2 separate regions of the Arachis hypogaea genome follow, and region 2 is linked to region 1. The links are chromatin contacts, called in public Hi-C maps. All regions are on one chromosome and are shown on one strand. The core of a region is the stretch at or near the end of the contact, and the rest is flanking DNA. Distances in the headings are between cores, read along the strand shown. Region 1 has its middle 18 kb from the start of LOC112728128. Region 2 holds the start of LOC140176855.

Region 1 (2,893 bases), core at 198-2,697:
GTTTGATTTAACAGAATATTCCTCAGCATATTCGCTATTTTAAACATGTGAGTTGCACGTGTTTAACAGTAAGGACTAATTTGTAATTTTAGTAAAAATATAGGGACCAACACTATAATTTAACTATTTAAAAATGACCAAAAAATTCCTAACCCACTCCCACCCCCTCCTCCAGTCCTCTCACTATCATTTCTCCACTTTTCAAAACAGAGGAAAAAGAGGAAATAGCATCATGAATTGAAGGAACACGTTGCTTCTCAACACTCTCCTCTTCTTCTTCATCCTCAACTCCATTTCTCTCTTTCTCTACTTCCTCACATACTCTTCCAATTCTTCACGCTCCAATGCCAACCTTCACAATCAAGTTCCTCTCTTAAGATCGCAGCAGCAACAACAATCGCGCCATCACTCTTCAAAGCCATGGCCAATTCTCCCTTCTTACCTTCCTTGGACCGATGCCGAAGACTCTAAGGCCAACGCCATAACCTGCTCCTGTGAAGGCTACTTCGGAAACGGCTTCAGTGGAGACTCATTGGCGGTGAACACACGGCAAATAACGTTACTGCGGGGAGCGACGCCACCGTGGTAGGAAAACTCCTCAAAACTGAAGGCTTCTACGACGTTGTTGAAGTCAGAGGGGTTTTGGATCGGGAATCCCTTGAACACCACGACCTCTTTCCCAAATTAGAGAATCCAGGTACTCTCTATTATTCTTGATAGACTCCGTAAGTAACACTATCATTGTTGCAGGAGGAGCCACCACTGCTGGAAACCTAACTCCATCGTAAACTTCTGCTGTGGAACCTGGATCTTCATGAATGCCTCTGATACTACCATCCTCGATTGATCTCACTGTTAACTCTGAAATGGTTATTATTGAAGAGAAAATGATAAATTATATGATATATATTTTATCAAATAACAAATTTGAATAATAATACAAGAGAGAAAGATTTTGTTTGTGATGAGGTGAAGTCCTTGATTATTGCTAATTTAAATATAATTGGGTTGAATTGAATTGAGTTTAGACATGATTCATGATTCAACGATTCTGGAATTGTGGTTGTTGAAGCCGTATTGTTATTGTTAAAAAAGAACAGAAATTCTGAAGAGAGGTGAAGGAAAAAAAGTGGAAAAGAAGAAGAGGATATTATGGTAAATGTGGATTTTTTTTTTACGGTAAACGTTATTGAGGAACTAATTAAAAAATTTAATTTTGTTTAGGGACTCAATTACAAACTTTTAAAATGGAAGGACCAATTTGTAATTCCAGTGAAAATATAGAGACTAGTTGTATAATTTAACCTATTTTAAAAGTTGAGTATTTTTTGTCAAGTATGACAATAAAACTATATAAGCTTGGTATCTTATTTTTTTTGGTCGGGTCGGTATGGGTAAGGTTGTTATATAGGCCATTGTTAGGCCCGGTCTTGAAAGATTTATGCCACATAGAAATGGGCCGAATAATTTGGAAGCTAGCCTAAAACCAAATGGAAAATAAAGGTACTACTATTTCATAAAGATAAAAACTCTGACAAAAAAAAGGAAAAAAAACTGAATAACAACTACAGCAGGTTCGATACCACAAAGAAAAACTACAGCAAGTTGCAACTGAGACTAAATACAGATAAAAGATTTGTAAGCCTTCATGACCAGAAAAAAAAAATCATAAGCCTTTGATCAACCTGCATTAGGATTCAAATTCCAGGAGTGGAATATATAAAATTCTTTTAGTGTGCGTAAGTGTGGTGAGTGTGGTGTAGACCAAAAAAAAAAAAAAAAAAAAAACTACAGCAGGTTTAATAAGTTATCGTAGAAACCAATGAAGATATCCTTGAATATGAAGACTTTGCAAGAGTTGAAATGATAGATCTCTGACCAAGATAAATAATAATAATAATAATAATAATATACTCTTTATTTATTTATATGTATATATATTTTTTGTATATTTTCTAGTTCTAATATTATTAAAAGTAATTGATGAAAAGTGAAAAAACAAAACATAAAAAAATAAAAAAATCCTTTTATATTATAAAAAAGATATATAAAAAAGTATAAAGAATAATTTAAATATCATTTTTTTATCAAACCTACTATAATTAGGAGTGGCAATGGGACGGGTGTTTGTCCTACCCGACCTCCATCAATTAATAATTCGCATAGAATCTGCCCTACTCGTATCAATGAGTAGTAATAAAAAGTTGAATTCTAATCCGTCCCACTTCTATCCATCCTTATAATTATTAAAATCCAACAAATAAAATTAAAATAAAAATTTAAATATAATACAATATTATTAATTATTTTACTAATTATTTTATTACCTAAATCAGATCCCGTCCCATCCCGCTCAAAATTCTGCTCTGCACCAAAACACGTAATTACTTGTCCTGAACGGATAAGAACGAAATGAATACCCACAAATTCGAATAGTGTTGCTACTCCTAACTATAATCCTTAATTATTAATAATTGTATGAGAATATTATCCCTTTCCATGTTACTCATGGAGTAACATGACCTTTTTTATCTTAAAATTATCATCATCTTCTTCCTTGATAATACAGAAGTGAGATAGATGAAAGATTTAATTTAATCCATGTCAAGTGGTTACCATTTAATGTTTATCTAATTCTTGGATAATCAGACATAAATTCTCGAATATATATCTGTCTACTATAGTCAACGCCTAATTCTAATCTAGTCCAAGTTTACTTTTTGGTGAATATAAGGCTAACCATGAAATCATCTATATATATACGTCACCTCTAAAGATCAAACACAAGATATAATGCTTAAGCTAGCAATCCAAATGATGACTAATGCTTTCATTAAGCCTTATGATTTCAATAATGTTCACCTAATTAAACTATCTTGGTTATGCAAACATG
Region 2 (2,893 bases), core at 172-2,671, 39 kb after region 1:
TACAAATCTTCACTTGTAATAATAGGGAGGTCACAATGTCACATTATATGTCATGTGAGTTTTTGTTAACAACTGTGTTAAGGATATTTATCAACTAGTATGTAATATTTTATTAGAATTTAATTTTAATATAATTTCCATTATAAAAACATTAGTTTGGTTTTATATTATGAATCCTTTAAAATACTAAGATCCCTTAATTCCCTTCTAAGAATGTGGCTGATGGCTCACATTTTCATGAAATTATAAATTCCACCATTTTGTAACTCATGTCATGCATATCTGAATTTATGCATGTAAATATATTTATTATCATGTCTTTTGTTTTGTTGGTTAATATTATATTTAATGTATGATATTCTAATACATGTATTCAATTATTTAATATGCAAGATAATCATTTTTTTGTTATAGTTTCACTTTTTCAGTTGTTAATTTACTAATAATGTTATTGTTCATATTCTGACTCAAGAACATAAGTCAGGCCCAGTAAAGCGAAAAGGTCCAACAAAGAGAATGGATCTTATCGCACACATGACTTCTTTAACGAGGTCGGATTCGACGAAAACGGGGAGCTCATGCTTACTCACGAAAGTAACTACTTCCCCGAATCTTTCACCTATTTTTAGAAGAGAAATCTCAACAACCCTAAGATAAAGAGGCGGTTATCCACCATAAGAAGTGGAACTACTTCAACGGTGGTTATTAGCTCATCTCCTATAAATACTCTGACACACTCAGGTATATTTATGTCCCAATATACTTAAACCTACTTAACCCCTTGCTGACTTAGGCATTGGAGTGTCTTGCAGGTACCACCCCCCATCCTTTCAAACACACAACTCGGACGGCGGCTCCCTGACGTAGGACAAGTCAAAGACCACCTTCCTTGAATGCTTGGGCCTTACAAATAAGCTCAATCATCATCCGGTTTTAGGTAATCCTCGGAACATTGGCGCCGTTACCAGAGACCTGAGATCTAGCACTACATAGCAGACGATCAGTATGAAGACGAATGTACAACATCTGAGTCAGATCAAGAATACTAAGACATGATCAACAACGATCAAGCACTAGCAATACCTCCTCTAATTATGCAGGAACCACATGGTGAAGGTCCTTCTGGCGACCAACATCAAAGAAGAATCCCCTCCGAGGTTCGTTTCCCTGAAAGGGAAGAATAACCTCATAGCACCGACCTCATGGGATTGCTGCATGGACATCAGGGTCGACTTGAGCAACTAGAGCAGGAATTAGAGCGATAGCGCGAGGCAGAAAGGAGCCTAAGGAAGGAGATCAGACGGCGGAAAGAGCTGGAGGAGAAGCTCTCAAAGTTAGAATCTAACTTTCGGAGCAAGGATTCCCGCACAACTCGGGAAGATATCCCACTTGGGGGAGAGGATCCTTTCACTAAGGATATCATGCGGGCTAAAGTTCCCAGAAACTTTAAGAGCCCTGACATGAATCTATATGATGGGACAACCAACCCAAAGCATCACCTCAGCTACTTCAAAAGTCGGATGTACTTGGCTGATGCATCAGATGCTACTCACTGCAAGGCCTTCCTGACGACCTTGACAAAAGCGGCCATGAAGTGGTTTGATAGCCTACCCCCCAGGTCGGTTACCAGCTTCGACGACCTTACGCGCAAGTTCCTCACACGGTTTTCAATTCAGAAAGATAAGGTTAAGCATGCACCCAGCCTACTCGGGGTCAAACAAGAGGTCGGGGAGCCCCTGAGAGACTACATGGAGAGGTTCAACAAAACATGCTTGGAAATTCAAAACCTGCCTACTGAGGCGGTAATAATGGGACTGGTCAATGGTCTCCGAGAAGGACCATTTTCCCAGTCCATCTTGAAAAGGCACTTGACTTCTTTGAACGATGTACAAGAGCGAGCTGAAAAGTATATCAACATGGAAGAAAATGTCAAGTTATGATAGCCGAGTTGGCGACTAGGGCACCCTCACCAGCCAAAGGAAAAACAGAAGGAGCCCAAGAAAAAAGAAGAAGTCGGACCCGAGAAGCCCAGAAGGTACCACAATTATACTCCGTTACGAGTTTCTCTCGTTGACGTTTACAGGAAAATTTGTCACACCGAGAGGCTCCCTCCCCCGCGTCTGATAAAAAACAAAAAGGGTGGAAGCCGTAACGAGTATTGTGAGTACCACAACCTGTACAGACATTCAACAAATGATTGTTACGACCTAAAAAATGTGATAGAAAATTTGGCTAGGGAAGGTCGGTTGGACAGATATCTCATGGAAAGGTCGGACAATCACAAAAAAAGGAAAAGAGACGACGAAGACCTTGACCGGAGAGGTCCACCCCCGCAGACTCCAGAACGACACGTTCACATGATAACGGGAGGATTCGCTGGAGGGGGGCTGACCAAGTCATCTCGGAAGAGACATTTAAAAGATGTCTACCAAGTCGGGAATGATAGACCCGACCTCCCGACAATCTCCTTCACCAGAGAGGATGGATAGGGCATTGTACCCAGACACGAAGACCCGGTAGTAATTACCATGATTCTCTCCAACGCTCACTTGCACAGAACCTGGTAGACCAAGGCAGCTCAGCCGATATACTGTTTAAGACAGCATTTGATAAGCTGGAGTTGGACGAGAAGGATTTAAAAGCCTATCCAGATACTCTCTTCGAATTAGGAAATGCTCCCATCAAACCATTGGGCTTCATCTCCCTATATACAACTTTTGGAAAAGGACCGAAGTCCAAATCCTTAAATATCGATTTCATCGTCGTCGATGTAACTTCAGCCTATAACGCCCTGATTGGTAGGACAACCCTAAACTGGTTGGGAGCAGTCGTCTCTACTCCCCACCTTTGCATGAAATTCCCAACACAGGAAGGGATCGCTACCATCAAAGGA

The links. A called contact is a pair of places that touch in the nucleus more often than the background predicts.
Region 2: a contact with region 1 is called in a Hi-C map of leaf, with 4 times the contacts expected there. The contact joins the promoter of LOC140176855 here to the enhancer-like site in region 1. A contact is called at or near these places in 4 of 8 Hi-C or Micro-C datasets (leaf and an unstated tissue).

Annotation. Positions count from the first base shown.
Region 1 is chr12:107,812,599-107,815,491 of arahy.Tifrunner.gnm2.J5K5, forward strand. No RefSeq gene overlaps it. Among protein-coding and RNA genes, the nearest start is that of LOC112728128, 18 kb to the left of the region's middle. Within about 2 kb of position 1,448, at least 2 of the 3 cell types and tissues checked have open chromatin away from gene starts, as enhancers often do.
Region 2 is chr12:107,851,773-107,854,665 of arahy.Tifrunner.gnm2.J5K5, forward strand. LOC140176855 reads left to right here and starts at 1,422. Exons shown (of 1, transcript XM_072208410.1): 1 at 1,422-1,940. The coding sequence starts at 1,422. The coding sequence ends at 1,940.